Linked DNA regions of Sus scrofa: region 1 is linked to region 2. Evidence: chromatin contacts called from public HiChIP or PLAC-seq data. All regions are on one chromosome and are shown on one strand. Each heading gives the region's core, a stretch centred on a gene start, on an enhancer-like site or on the middle of the called end of the contact. The rest is flanking DNA. Distances are from core to core; before and after follow the strand shown. Region 1 overlaps AGPS (alkyldihydroxyacetonephosphate synthase, peroxisomal). Region 2 overlaps NFE2L2 (nuclear factor erythroid 2-related factor 2).

The links. HiChIP or PLAC-seq counts read pairs in DNA pulled down with a chosen protein or histone mark.
Region 1: a contact with region 2 is called in an H3K27ac HiChIP or PLAC-seq map of alveolar macrophages. The contact joins two enhancer-like sites. A contact is called at or near these places in 2 of 47 Hi-C or Micro-C datasets (embryonic fibroblasts and epiblast stem cells) and 1 of 2 datasets of contacts at active chromatin or transcription factors (alveolar macrophages).

What each region holds. Positions count from the first base shown.
Region 1 is chr15:83,175,160-83,182,802 of Sscrofa11.1, forward strand. AGPS (alkyldihydroxyacetonephosphate synthase, peroxisomal) reads left to right here. Exons shown (of 20, transcript XM_021075128.1): 2 at 4,957-5,046. Among named protein-coding and RNA genes, the nearest start is that of NFE2L2, 33 kb to the left of the region's middle. Within about 2 kb of position 1,287, at least 5 of the 83 cell types and tissues checked have an H3K27ac peak or open chromatin away from gene starts, as enhancers often do. A contact at or near this core is called in alveolar macrophages, where this site is marked.
Region 2 is chr15:82,975,012-82,982,647 of Sscrofa11.1, forward strand. It overlaps NFE2L2 (nuclear factor erythroid 2-related factor 2), which reads right to left. Exons shown (of 7, transcript XM_021075131.1): 4 at 2,678-2,944; 5 at 2,062-2,151; 6 at 1,007-1,198; 7 at 1-349. The coding sequence starts at 2,941. Among named protein-coding and RNA genes, the nearest start is that of HNRNPA3, 21 kb to the left of the region's middle. Within about 2 kb of position 4,315, at least 2 of the 83 cell types and tissues checked have an H3K27ac peak or open chromatin away from gene starts, as enhancers often do. A contact at or near this core is called in alveolar macrophages, where this site is marked.

The sequences.
Region 1 (7,643 bases), core at 37-2,536, 200 kb after region 2:
AGACCCCTAGCCTGGGAATCTCCATAACTGGGTGAGCGGCCCTAGAAAAGGTAAAAAGACAAAAAAAAAAAAAGAAAAAAGACAGTAAGCATTGTAAATAGCGGTATAGGAGTTTTGCCATTAAGTCTTTAGAAATAACTTTAAATGTACTTTAAAGCATGTATGTTTTAAATTAAATTTAGAATTAAACAGTATTCTGCAGATTTCATCCCTCATTAGGCCTTTGCATTTCTAATGGGAACTCAGCTTCGAGTTCCTAGTTTTTTTAAAATAAAAAAGCTAGTAGGAATATTATTTTATTTATAGGAATTTTTTGTAGCATGTCTTTTCAAGGAAATATTTATTTTATTTATCAAATCTTGGTATCTTTCTCATCTATTTGTTGTTCTTGTTCACACCCTTGGCATGCTGAAGTTCCCAGGACAGGGATTAAACAGCAGTGACCTCAGCCACAAGCAATGATAACTGCTGGATCCCCAACCTGCTGAGCCACCAAGGAACTCCCTTTCTCATCACTTTTATTTTTTACTTCACTTTCATGATTTTCTTTGGATTATTTGGATCTTAAAGCATTAAGCACATAACCAGATAGTAAGGATTTTAATCAGCACCAAAAATACCCTTGAAAGATTTAAAGAAAATTTTTAACTTCTACATATGTATGGAATTAATTTGAATTTAACTGATACCGAGCTTGGTTAATTAGAAATCAGCATTGGAGCTTAGGTTTCATACTTTAGTTTTTATTTTTCAAAAGCCCTGAAATCATATGCTCTTTTTCTTATTGTTTAAAATAGGAAAATATAGATAAAAATTTGGTTTTCATCTGAACTGAGTAGTGATGTATCTTTGTTAGAATTTTGATTATTGGGATTGTTTTGGAAAAAGATCCTTTTTTTAAGTTATCAGTTAGCTGAAGTTTTTTTTAAATTGCTAACCCAAATAAAAATAGCTCAAAGCAAATTTTTCTTTATTTTCTAATGAAAAATATGATTAGAAATAGTAATCAAAGGAAGTATACATTCATATCAGGATGCTTGCAGCTTATCACTTTTAGAGGATATTAATCTAATAATAGAATAATATTTGTAATTTGTACAGACTTAAAAGTGAAATTTTCCTATTTTAAGAATAGAATAACTCCATGATTTTCATAAAAATAATGCTAAATCTAAAATTTCTGTTAAAATTGTTGAAACAACAGCACTGTGAAATACATACTACTGAGTATGTATATCATAGGAGAATACTGCCACCTTGTGTGTATGTGATGCTATTTTATGTCTTTCTCTTTTTTTTTTTTTTTTGGTTATGCCAGATATAATACGTTTTTTCACTATTTGGTACTGTGGCCAGATGTATAAATGTGTAAAACATTGGAGTTTTTTGGTGTGTGTGTGTGGTAAAATCAATCCAGTTTTTTTTTTTTTTTTTTTCACTTGATTGGAGGGGTCGTCATGTGTTTTGTTCTAAGAATTGAAAAATCTGAGAGATCAGTCTGGTTAATTGAACTGTATGGTTAGTTGAGAATTGAATTATTTGAATCTTCAGTGCTTGTGGGATCCTTATTCTGAGTAGCACAATTAAATTCATAGTCTTACAGATAAAGGGAATACAAATCATTGTGCTTCCTGACATAACCAAATTCCTTGATTTTTAAATATTTTCCTTTCCGTCACTTCCGGAAGAATGACTATAATAATAACACGTAGTAGTGCTTAGAAAAATAGTAATGTGATGAAGAAAAGGTTCCTTTAAATCATTTTGGTTACCTAAGAGCATGACATAGTGAGTTTCAGATATTCCTCTCTAAAGAGTAAGAATGACAAGACTGGGAGATCGTTTTCTGATACAACTAGGTTAGCACTTCTCTGGGTACAAGTTTCTTCATCTGAAAAATGAGCAATTGAACTGAATGGCTTCTGAGAACCTCTGTAGCTTTAGAATTCTATGACCATGTAAAGTTTTACTCTAATTTTTGAAATGTTAGTACTATGATGCCCCTTAGTGTACTCATTACATTCTTCTATATAAGAAGTTAAAGCTTAATATAATCACATAATTGTGTTTAACAGTCATAGAAAATGTTAGTAATTTGAGGGGATACGTGTATATAAAAGTTTAAAACCGGAAGCCTAGGAAATTTGCCTACTATTTATTTAACATATGGGGTACTTTGAAAGTCTTGGGAGTTTGCATTGTGGGTAACGAACCTGACTAGTATCCATGAGAATGTGGCTTTGATCCCTAGCCCCTAGCAGTGGGTTAAGGATGTGGCATTGACCTGAGCTGCAGTATAGGTCACAGACGTGGCTTGGATCCCACGGATCCCATGTTGCTGTGGCTGTGGTGTAGGCCGGCAGCTGCAGCTTGGATTAGATTGCTAGCCTCAGCCCTAAAAAACAAAAACAGCAAAAAACAAAAAAAGAAAATGTCAGAAGATTCGTTTGGGGGTAACTTAGATTTTTACTATACACTATTTAAGCAACATTGCATTTTTTTTGGAGATACAAATGTGTTACAAATGCCTGCATTTCAACTTCTGGAAAGCCTCTAATAGTTGGTATTAATATGGCAAGGCCCATATTTTAGGCAGAATTTTGAAGTTCTTTATTACCCAACTCAACAATTTAAGTTCAAGAGTCTTAAGTTTGTAAATCTCTTTGTTTTTCAGCATACTGCAACTGGAATGTGATTATTAGAAGAAAACATTGAGCAATGTTTTAAAGCAGGCTCATCTACAGTTCCAATGCTCTGGATTTGATACTGTTTAAGGTGTTTTACAGTTTGTTTTTGTATAGGGACTATAGTATTTATTGATAACAAACTAATTTTTTTTTTTTTTTGGTGGCGCCTAAAGCAAGTGGAAGTTCCCAGGCTGAGGTTGACCCCGAGCCACTGCAGTAACTACACTGGATCCTTAACCTGCTGAGCTACTGGGGAACTCTGAAACTAATTTTAAAGAGAGCATTTCTAGTTTCTTTTTTCTTAATTTTATGTATACATGGGGATTTCATTACACAGTTAATGACTGTATTTGGTTCATTGTTTTAGTGTTCTCCTTGTTTGAAAAGTCTTTGAACTGGAAGGGAATTATGATTGTAATAAAAGGTTTGCTTGTCAGTTGTCATTTTCTTCCTTGAGAATTATGGAGAATTAGAATACTTCTCAGTGAGTACATCTTTGTTTCTTTTGGCTTTTTTTTTTTTTTTTTTTTTTTTAATTGAAGTAAGGAGTTCCCTTTGTGGCACAGTGGAAACAAATCCAGCTAGTATCCATGAGGATGCGGGTTCAATCCCTAGTCTCACTCAGTTGGGCTAAGGGTCCGGTGTTGCTGTGAGCTGTGGTGTAGGTCATAGATGCAGCTTGGATCCTATGTTGTGGTGGCTGTGGCACAGGCTGGCAGCTATAGCTCTGATTCGACCCCTAGCCTGGGAATTACCTATGCTGCAGTGCGGCCCTAAAAAACAACAACAAAAAAAATTGAAATAAAATTGACATGTAATAGTACTTTCAGGTGTGTAGAGTAATGACTTGATATTTATATATATTGTGAATTGATCACCGTAATAAGGTTAGTTAACAATCATCACCACACAGTTACAGATTTTTTTCTTGGGATGTATTTTGAAATTTTAATGCAGCAAATAACTTTATCCATAGAGAAAAGTTTTCTTCAACTATTTTCATCATAAACTACATTATTGGATTTACAGTAGGTTTCAATAGTCCAGATGTACTAGAGCACTATGCTAAAATACATAATAAATGCTAACACAGTACTTCAGTGTGGTTGCTTATTGTGTGCTGCATGGGTCTAGACCTATCTGATTCTTTCATAATGTGTAAAATTGAATGAGTGAGTCATTGATTTTCATGGAAATGATTGAAAATAACATTGTTTTGGAACACTGAAAACTGGTATGGTCATTAACTATTAATGTTAATGGGTAGGTCAAGATAGATGTTGATATTTACATGGAAGTTGAAGGATTTAGAATGTTTGTAAATCCACATTCAGATTTTTTTTTATTTTTGGCTGTGCCTATGGCATGTAAAAGTTCTCAGGCAGGGATTGGACCTGCGCTGCAGTTGCAGTCTGCATCACAACTGCATAAAACCCTGGACCCTTAACCCACTGTGTCACAAGGGAACTTCCCAGTGTTCAGTTTTTTTTTTTTTTTTTTTTTTCCTTTGTCTTTTTAGGGCTGCACCCACGGCATATGGAGGTTCCCAGGTTAGGGGTTGAATCAGAGCTGTAGCCACTGGCCTATACCACAGCCACAGTAATACAGGATCCAAGCTGCATCTGCAGCCTACACCACAGCTCACAGCAATGCTGGATCCTTAACGCACTGAGCAAGGCCAGGGATTGAACCTGTGTCCTCTTTGATGCTAGTCAGATTTGTTTCCCCTGAGCCATGATAGGAACTCCAAATTTTTAATCTACTTTATTAAAAGTGTCTACTACTAGTATTGTCACTGCTAGTGAACTTATTTTGTAAATTGGTCTTTTTCATCATAGCAGAAGATTAATAATTGTGATTTTTCTAACATTTACAAAAATTTGTTCCTATTCAAATGAATTTTGTTTTACTTGCAGACTTTTTAGGCTGTCCTGTAATGTAAACTCAGTAACATGTACGAAATTAAGCATATTTCTAATCTAAAAATATTTTTCTCCTTTGTTCTTCTTTTGCCCTTTTTCTTTTCAATGCATTAAATTTAGTGGTTAGTGCCCTTTGTGAAGCAGGTGCTGCTCAACAGAGTGATCCTATATTTAGAAGTATTAATACATAGACATTTTGGTATATATTCATTTTATTTAAAGCAACATAATATTAGTAGAATAAGTTTTTCTTTTAAATGTGAAAGTTAATAACTGTCATTGATACTATGTTTAGTTTTAAGAAGTTTAATATAGATCTCATTAATATATATTTTTCTGCTTACTAGGCAAGAAGTTATGAAATGGAATGGATGGGGATATAATGATTCCAAGTTCTTCTTCAATAAGAAAGGACAAGTTGAGTTTACTGGGAAAAGGTAACTGGTTTATTCTTTACTTCTTTTCTTTATATGAAAAAATTTAAACATAAATAACAAATATAACATGTTAAACAATAGACGTACATTGAAATAGAGAGGAGAGTGTAATTTCTTCCCTTTTGGTTGAAAAGTTGTCAACATTTTACCATAACTGCTTTTCTTTTCCTGTGGTATATCAAATTCTGACATTGTCATGTCAGTTGTAAGTATGTAAATGTAAGTTTGTATCTCTTAAAAAAAGTAAAGACCTAATATAATGAAGAATACAATACTTTTATCATACTTCCCCAAATAACAGAAATTTTATAATATCTGATTATCTAGTTCACATTTCACATTTCTCAAATTGTCTCAAAAATGTCATTTTATAGGTAGTTTTTTGAATCAGGATCCTATAATATCTACAGTTAGCCCACCATACAATCCTCATGCCATTGGCTTGTTCGAGTAACTCCCTGTTTAAGACTGAGAACTTAATTTGCATTGGGCTATTAGGAAGGTGAACATTATGGAAGGGCTGTGTGAATATAAATACTATTTTTTTTTTTTGTCTTTTCTAGGGCCGTACCCACAGCATATGGAGGTTCCAAGGCTAGGGGTCTGATCAGAGCTATAGCTGCTGGCCTACACCAGAGCCATAGGAACACGGGATCCAAGTTAAGTCTGCCACCCACACCACAGCTCACAGCAACACTGGATCCCCTAACTGAGCGAGGCCAGGGATCGAACCTGAAACCTCATGGTTCCTAGTCAGATTCATTAATCATTGAGCCATGACAGGAACTCCTAAATACTATTTTAAAAATTTGTTTTCTGAGACATATTAGGGAGAAATGATGAAGAAAGACCAGTTATTTGTGTGATAACGTTAACATTCAGGAATGTTTTTGATAATGTGCTGATTAGATTCTATAGAAGATTTGTATTGTTACTATTCCAGGTGCAGACAGAATTATTATTACTATTTTTTTATTATTATTTTTTCATAGTTATTTCTGCAATACAATTTTTTTTCTACTGTACAGCATGGTGACCCAGTTACACATACATGTACACATTCTATTTTCTCATGTTATCATGCTCCATCATAAGTGACTGGACATAGTTCCCAGTGCTACACAGCAGGATCTCATTGCTAATCCATTCCAGAGGCAATAGTTTGTATCTATTAACCCCAAGCTCCCCACACTCTCCTCCCTCCCCCTTCCTCTTGGCAACCACAAGTCTATTCTGCAAGTCCATGATTTTCTTTTCTGTGGAAAGGTTCATTTGTGCCTTATATTAGATTCCAGATGTAAGTGATATCATATGGTATTTGTCTTTCTCTTTCTGACTTACTTCATTCAGTGTACGAGTCTCTAGTTCCATCCATGTTGCTGCAAATGGCATTATTTCATTCTTTTTATGGCTGAGTAATATTCCATTGTGTATATATACCACATCTTCCTAATCCAGTCCTCTGTCTATGGACATTTGGGTTGTTTCTATGTCTTGGCTATTGTGAATAGAGCTGCAATGAACTTGCGGGTGCATGTGTCTTTTTTAAGGAAAGTTTTGTCTGGATATATGCCCAAGAGTGCGATTGCTGGGTCATAAGGTAGTTCTATGTATAGATTTCTGAGGTATCTCCATACTGATCTCCATAGTGGTTGTACCAGCTTACATTCCCCCCAACAGTGAAGGAGGGAACCCTTTTCTCCACACCCTCTCCAGCATTTGTTGTTTGTGGACTTACTAATGATGGCCATTCTGACTAGTGTGAGGTGGCATCTCATGGTAGTTTTGATTTGCATTTCTCTAATAATCAGTGATGTTGATCATTTTTTCATGTGCTTGTTGGCCACCTATACATCTTCTGTGGAAAAATGTCTATTCATGTCTTTTGCCTATTTTTCAATTGGATTGTTGGCTTTTTTGCTGTTGAGTTGTATAAGTTGCTTGTTTATTCTAGAGATTAAGCCCTTGTCAGTTGCATCATTCGAACTATTTTCTCCCATTTTGTAACTTGTCTTTTTGTTTTCTTTTTGGTTTCCTCTGCTGTGCAAAAGCTTGTCAGTTTGATTAGGTCCCACTGGTTTATTTTTGCTTTCATTTCTGTTGCTTTGGGAGACTGACCTGGGAAAACATTCATAAGGTTGATGTCAGAGAATGTTTTGCCTATGTTCTCTTCTAGGCGTTTGATGGTATCTTGTCTTATATTTAAGTTTTTAAGCCATTTTGAATTTATTTTTGTGCATGGTGTGAGGGTGTGTTCTAGTTTCTTAGCTTTGCATGCAGCTGTCCAGGTTTCTCAGCAATGCTTGCTGAAAAGACTGTCTTTTTCCCACTTTATGTTCTTGCCTCCTTTGTTAAAGATTAATTGACCATAGGTGTCTGGGTTTATTTCTGGGTTCTCTGTTCTGTTCCATTGGTCTATATGTCTGTTTAGGTACCAGTACCACACTGTCTTGATTGTGGCTTTGTAATATTGCCTGAAGTCTGGGAGAGTTATGCCTCCTGCTTGGTTTTTGTTCTTCAGAATTGCTTTGGCAGTTGTGGATCCAGATGCAGACAGAATTATAAAATGAGTTTTTACTTTAAGAATACTGACCCTG
Region 2 (7,636 bases), core at 3,065-5,564:
CATACAGAAGTTCAGACAGTGACTGGCTTAAAGTAGCAGAGGAGGGCATGCTGTTGCTGGTACTGGGCTCTGCTATGAAAGCAGAATAAAATTCATCACCAAAATCTGTGTTTCCTGTTGCGTATGAATTTAATGAGTTCACTGTCATCTGGCTTGAGTCTTCTGTGGAGAGGATGCTGCTGAAGGAATCCTCGAAAGCGCTGAGAAAATGTGGACTGCAGTTACCTACTTCTTTTTCCAGTGAGGGATTTGGTGAATAGAAATGATAGTTGTCAATTTCTGTCGGTTTGGTTTCTGGACTTGGAACCGTGCTAGTCTCAGCAAGGTTGTCATTTTGAATATTAAGACACTGTGTGGAAAAGAAGTTTACACTACGTAAATCAAGGTTAAATATTTTTAATAGCTGATAATCCATACCCAATGGAAAACCCCCCACCTATATTGTCTCCAAACTTCTCTGTAATTCAGAAATAATTCCCATTTCCAACAGATGTTTGTGCCTAAGCATATGTATTTTCAGAGTTCCCAGATCAGACTTCAGGTTAATTAATTACTTTTGCTTTTTTAGGGCCTCACCTGTGGCACATGGAAGTTCCCAGGCTAGGGGTCCAACTGGAGCTGCAGCTGCCAGCCTATGCCACAGCTACAGCTACATGGGATCTGAGCCTCGACTGCGACCTACACCACAGTTCATGGAAACATCGGATCCTTAACCCACTGGTCATGGCCAGGGATTGAACCCACATTCTCATGGATACCTTTTGGGTTCGTTACTGCTGAGCCACAACAGGAACTCCCAGACTTCAGGTCTGTAACTTTATTTGTCCTCAAGATACCAGTCCATTGAACTAACAAAAGTTCACTGAAGTGAGCATAGGCAGCTCTCAGGACTAAAAGCTCACTCTAATCCTTCATTTAAGTAGGCAGTATATAAATAACTGGGATTACTGAAGGGACTAAATATAAAATAGCATCTTTGGTATTTATTATGTTAGATCTTAGTTACCTGTAATTCTGGAATGGATAATAGCTCCTCCCAAACTTGCTCAATATCCTGTTGCATGTCGTCTACCTCAGTAGTGGCTAACTGACTGACAAGAGTTTCAGGGGACTGAGCCTGGTTAGGAGCAATGAAGACTGGGCTTTCGACGTGACTGGGAATATCAGGAACAAGTGATTGAAATGTAGCCGAAGAAACCTAAAATTGAGAAGGCATTTATCTACATGAATCTGCCACCCAGCAAAATGGGTATCCCATCTTAAACTGGAATAGGCTACAGTTCGATATTTATCTACTAATAATGGTGACTGTTTTATTTTACCATTTTATGGCCACACCTGCAGCATATGGAAGTTCCCAGACTAGGGGTCAAAGTGGAGCCACTGCTGCCAGCCTACATAGCCACAGCAACACAGGATCCCAGCCACATCTGACACCTACACTGTTGCAGCAAGGCAAAATCCTTAACCCACTGGCCAAGGCCAGGGACCAAACCCACATCCCCATGGAGATTATATCAGGTTCTTAAACCACTAAGCCACAAAGGGAACTCCCTAATAATGGTGACTTCTATTTCTAGATAATGAAACACATTTTTTTCCTTGTCCAACTGACTCCAGATTTACTCATTTTACTAGCTTAATGGCTTTATCCTGTACACTGAAGATAAACTTCAAAAAAGAACAGTCTTTAGAATTTAATGTGTATTTTTCTATGTAATACCTAGTATAGTGTTTAAACAATAAATTTATTAAAACTTAATTGAACAAGTCTTGGTTTACTACCTGGTAAGCTTGCTTTTTACACATGGGAATTTATTTTTAAGTACTATAACAAATGTTTCTGCTGATCCATGCTTCTGGCTATGCAGGAGTAAACGTTTTTTGTACTATGTGGTTTTTGTTTTTGTTTTTTCCCCAATTGTAAAGTTACCTATAGGCCAAAGTTTCCATGATAAAATTTGCTCCTAAAATACTGTTTTTCATTCATGAAGACATATCAAAGGGATCAATATAGGATATATAAGGTGTGAAGATTTGCTGTTAACCAAATGTTAATACCTCATTGTCATCTACAAATGGGAATGTCTCTGCCAAAAGCTGCATGCAGTCAACAAAATACAAAGCATCTGGTTTGGGAATGTGGGCTACCTGCATAAAAGGGAAAGATATACAGGAAGAAAAAATTGTTCAGTGTTCATACAATGTTTACAGTCTAGTTAATCAGACATTTCTCTTATTGCAAAAGTCATTTTAATAAAGAGCAGACAATCAAACCAGACTATTTGGTTTCAAATCTTGGCTCCCCCAATTTCTGGGCAGGTCATTTAACCTCTTTGAGCTCCGATTGCTCATCTGTAGATAAAGTAGGATAATGGCAATTAATTCATATACTGTGTTGATTAAATGTTTCAATATCTCAAATGTTCAAATTACGTGATGTTTTTACAGTTTATAAATCTCTCTTCATGTAATTTATGTCCTAATCCTTATACTCTGAGGTAGGTCAGTCAAGGCTTGAACTTCATCAGGAGGCCAAGGTTGGGAAGTTGACTTATTAAGGTTGTTAACAGTAAAAGGCAAAGCTGGAACTCAAATTCAGATGTTTTAACTCCTGAGTCGCTATTTGTTCTTTAAACCCTGCCATGCACCTTCCCAAGAACCAAGTACCCTGTACCTGGGAATAGTCGGCAGATCCACTGGTTTCTGACGGGATGTGTTGTGCTGGCTGAATTGGGAGGAATTCGCCTGTCTCTTCATCTAGTTGTAACTGAGCGAAAAAGGCTTTCTCTTGCTCCTTTTGGAGTTGTTCTTGTCTTTCCTTCTCAAGTTTTCTCTGTTTTTCCAGCTCATGCTCCTTCCGTCGTTGACTGAAGTCAAATACTTCTCGACTTACTCCAAGGTCTATATCTTGCCTCCAAAGTATGTCAATCAAATCCATGTCCTGTGTTTAAAACAGAAAAAGAAGGAGAGAGGCCATAGTTAAAAATTTAGTTTTATTTTTAATTGATGTATATTTAATTTACAGTGTTAATTTCTGCACCAGCTTCACATTTGTTTTCTCATTACATTAGGCCGAAAAGAAGTCAGTTCTATCTCCTCTGTTCTAATTAATGGGATTTAGTTGTTCAACTGATTCAGTGGCTCCAGCTGATTTCAGTGGCAGAGAAGGTTGACCACTGTGGCTGGGGGCCAAGGTTTGGGGGAATTAAAATGGTTTTTAAATGGCGGATACCACATAATTTACACTGTCATTGCTGATGGTGGCGGGTAGGGAGATAACAAAATCTGAATGGAAACACAGATCACTTAATTCATTTTATCGTAGTAGTAGTATTTTGCTTTTGGGGCTGCACCTGCAGCATATGGAGGTTGCCATGCTAGAGGTGGAACCGGAGCTGTAGCTGCCAGCCTTCACCACAGCCACAGCAAGGCAGGATCCGAGCCATGTCTTTGACCTACACCACAGCTTTCCCACAACGTCGAATCCCTGACCCGCTGAGCACAGGCAGGGCTCAAACCCGCAGCCTCATGGATAGTTGGATTCGTTTCCGATGTGCCACAGTAGGAACTCCCTGTGTCTATTCATTTTTTTAAAAACCACTTACACAGCCATCCATTAATCACTTATTGGCTTATTAACAATTTGGGTACAGCAGAGACCACTAAAAGCAAAGTAACAAATTTTGCACATAAACGTTGAGTTAAATCCCACCCTTGTTTAACAGGATATAAAAATCAGTGCATACACACCAAGCACTGGTTTATTATGAGAAACGGTGTTTGGAAAACATGATTGAATAGGTGGAATTTTTCTAAACTTGCTCAGCAAATAGCCAATTTACAGGAGTGGGGGAAGAATCCAAGTTAAAGACTAGCAGTCAGTCAGTCTAGCAGTTGTGAAATATTCTTTTGCTCTTTCCTACAGTTGATTATCTTTTTTCTGTCCTTTCTTTTTACTAACTTTTATATTATTAAAAACCATTTTGGGAGTTCCCGTTGTGGCTCTGCGGTTAACGAACCATGAGTTCGCAGGTTTAATCCTTGGCCTCACTCAGTGGGTTAAGGATCCAGTGTTGCCATGAGCTGTGGTGTAGGTTGCAGACATGGCTTGGATCTGTATTGCTGTGGCGAAGGCCGGCAGCCACAGCTCTGCTTTGCCCCCTAGCCTGGGAGCTTCCACATGCCTTGGCTGTGGCCCTAAAAAGACAAAAACAGAAAGCAAAACAAAAAAACCATTTCGTCTTGTAGTTCCCACTGTGGCGAAACTTAATGGGCGGCATCTTGGGAGCACTGGGTTAAGGATCCAGCATTGCTGCAGCCACAGCTTAGGTCATGACTGTGGTTCAGATCTGATCCCTGGCTTGGGAACTCTATATGCTGAAAGTGAAAAATACAAACATTCCCTCTTGCTTTGACTTTTAGCTCCTGGGGTATGAACAAATTAGTTAAGTCCTAGCAAATGGTAATATGATGTGTGGGTAAGGCAAGAGATTCTCCAAAGAATTGAGAAAGGAGCAGTGTCCACTAGCCTCACTCTTGAGAAACAGTAAGTGATCCTCTTAATAATAACAAACCACACATGCTCCAAGGAAGGATGAAAGGTATTGACATTTAAGATATGAGGGGACTCTTAAAAGGGAATTGGTAGACACAGCAAGCACAAACATCAAACTTTGTGCCGCGGTTCTGATCATGGCTGGCAGCATCAGACAGCCAATGCATCCACAGCTCTACTACTTTCAGGCTCCGAAGGACAAAAACAGCATGGCTGTTGCTGCAGTGAGCAGTCAGGCTATTTCTCCCAATAAAGGCTGAACAGACCTCCCAGCCAACTGGACTGTAGAAACCACTTGATTGAAAGTTGGTGTTAGAATCTCAGATGCTGTGAAAACCCTGCTCATGAGGTTCGTTAATCTAGCTTTAAACAGTTAATATACAGTACAAAGCACACAACAGTAGGTATAGTTAAAACAGTATCTGTAGCTCTTGAGAACTGGCTTTCTGTACATCCCAAGCATTGTTCTAAATACTTTAGATATACAAACCATGAAAATCACATAAAGATAACATGTATCCCTGTTTTACAGATAAGCGTATTGAGGTTTAAAAAGAAGAGATACTACTAGAAAGTGCCAGGCAGCCTCAAACCTGGACTCAGGCTTTTTTAACCATTAGCCTACACTAAAAATATGAAACCCGATCACTGGATGATGGTTCCTAAATTGGACAGGATATAAAAACCGTTGTATATACAGACTTTGCCTTGACATCTTGGTGGTGTGAAGAAGTGGTCACTTTACAGAAGGCTGTATAGAGCAAATATCCCCTGGCTTATTTTCCTGGCAACAGTAAAAAAATAGAAATCATAGAGCATTCAGTCATACATGGCTATCTTCTCAGGGGACTCCCCACTTTAAAAAAACCGTGAGCAGAATTCCCATTTTAAACATAATTTGTTTCCATTTTAATGGACATGTTTACCCAAAGGCCCAACAGAAAGGTCAAAGATATAAAGAGAAACCTACTTTAAAATTCTAATTAGGTTGGGAGCCATCTCTTCTAAGTGAATCAAGATATAGCTGAGTATCTTGTCTGGGCCCTTCTCCAGGGCCCTTCTCCAAACTGGAGCTAACGGACTCAGGTGCTAAGGAGACAGAGCATACTCGCCCCTACTTAACAAATGCTAGCGCTACAAATTAAAAGCATATTCATGCAGTCTCAGTTGAACTCCAGTGTCTCAAAGTAAGCAGTACCTGTTCTATCCCCTAAAAAACTGACATGGAAAGCACATTGAGTTCTTCGGAAGATCTACAATAGAGAAACCCAAATACTTGTTCGTGCTCCTGGGGGCCGCTCGGACACATCTCTCCTCCATGTTCTCCAGACTGCCTCGGCTTGAGGAGTCGTCTTAGGAGATCCCAGGATAAAAACCAGTACCCAGTTTTGACTTTTTGGCCACCCCAGCAGCATATGGAAGTCACCCGGCCAGGAACTGAATCTGAACTGCATCTGTGACCTACACTGTGGCAACACCAGATTCTTAACTCACTCTGCTGGTCTGGGGATTCAAACCCACACCTCCGCAGTGACCCAAGCCACTGCAGTTGGATTCCTAACCCACTGCACCACAGCGGGAACTCCCAGGTTTGACTTTTTCATAAAAGAACTGAAAGAGCACTGAAGAATTTCTGTTGGAAACACCTTACAAGTATGACTATTCCAAAGCATCCCTAGAACCCAGAACTGTCAGCTGAAGAAAAGTTTCTAATGTAATTTACTCTAAAATTATTGGTGGCAGTCACACCCAGAGTTGATATAACTGTTTTATCCTTTTCCCTTCCCTTTCTCCCCATCAATGAGATGTCTTGAGTGGATTCATACGATTTGGTTATAAACTCGCAACTATAACTGTTCTACCCCTGCTATACAGATGTTGGTGGATCTAATGAGACATGTAGAAGAAATTTCTCTATAAATGTATATGCAAATGTTGTTATACACCCTGAACAGAGATGGGTCCCACCACTTATCCTTTTTTTTTTTTTTTTTTTTTTTTGCTTTTTAGGGCTGCACACTAGGAATATGGATGTTCCCAGGCTAAGGGTCAAACTGGAGCTACAGCTACAGGCCTACGCCACATCCAGAATGACACGGGATCTGAGGCGAACCTGCAACCTACACCGTAGCTCACGGCAATGCCAGATCCTTAACCCACTGAGCGAAGCCAGGGATGGAACCTGTAACCTCATGGTTCCTAGTCAGATTCATTTCCCCTGTGCCACGACGAGAACTACCCCACTGCTTATCTTCGGTGAGACCAAACTCCAGACCAAAGGATGATAATGAAGCTGCAGACCTGACTATAAGCTGGAGCCTAAAACAACACTCAGCAATGAAAGTACTTGGTTCCTCCTCAAGGAAGATCTGAAATTGACTGCTGGGCATGTGCCACATGTGTTGTAAATACAAACAACCAACATACACTTTTATGTAAACTTTAATGTACACAACACTCAGCTGCTGCTCAGTTCCTGATATGACTACCCTTCAAGCATAGCTCCACACTGTTTTAAATTTTCCTATGTTTTAAAATTTCCTATAGCATAATTAGACAAGGACACCTAATCAACAGGCAGGAAAAATAAAACATGAAATGTCGTTTGGATCAGGTCTTGAGAACCTGTTGCTATCTGATCTGAAATAACGCTAGACCCTGCGAGGTGGAGGGGCTCCTACAGCCCTGGCTAACTGTCTCCGCCAGGAATGCCACCAAAATGATGTTTCAAGTGACAACATCTAACTGTTCTTAATGCAGGTTGAGCAGTCTTCGATGAGATAATAGAAAAAAAAACAGGTTTCAAAGTGTTTCTCAGAGATTTTCTTCTGTATTTTCTGTTTATTCTTGCAATGAGAGGTCTGTAAAAGAAACATTTGGGAGTTCTCTGGTGGTGCAACAGGTTAAGTATCCCACAATGTCACTGCTATGGCACGGGTTCGATCCCTGCCCCAGGAACTTCTACATTTCCACATGTTGTAGGGAGGGCAGAAAGGAAAAAAACAAAAGCAAAAAAATGTTTAAAAAAAAAAAAAAGCTGAGTTTTAACCGATTTTGAATTTCTTAAAACAGATATCC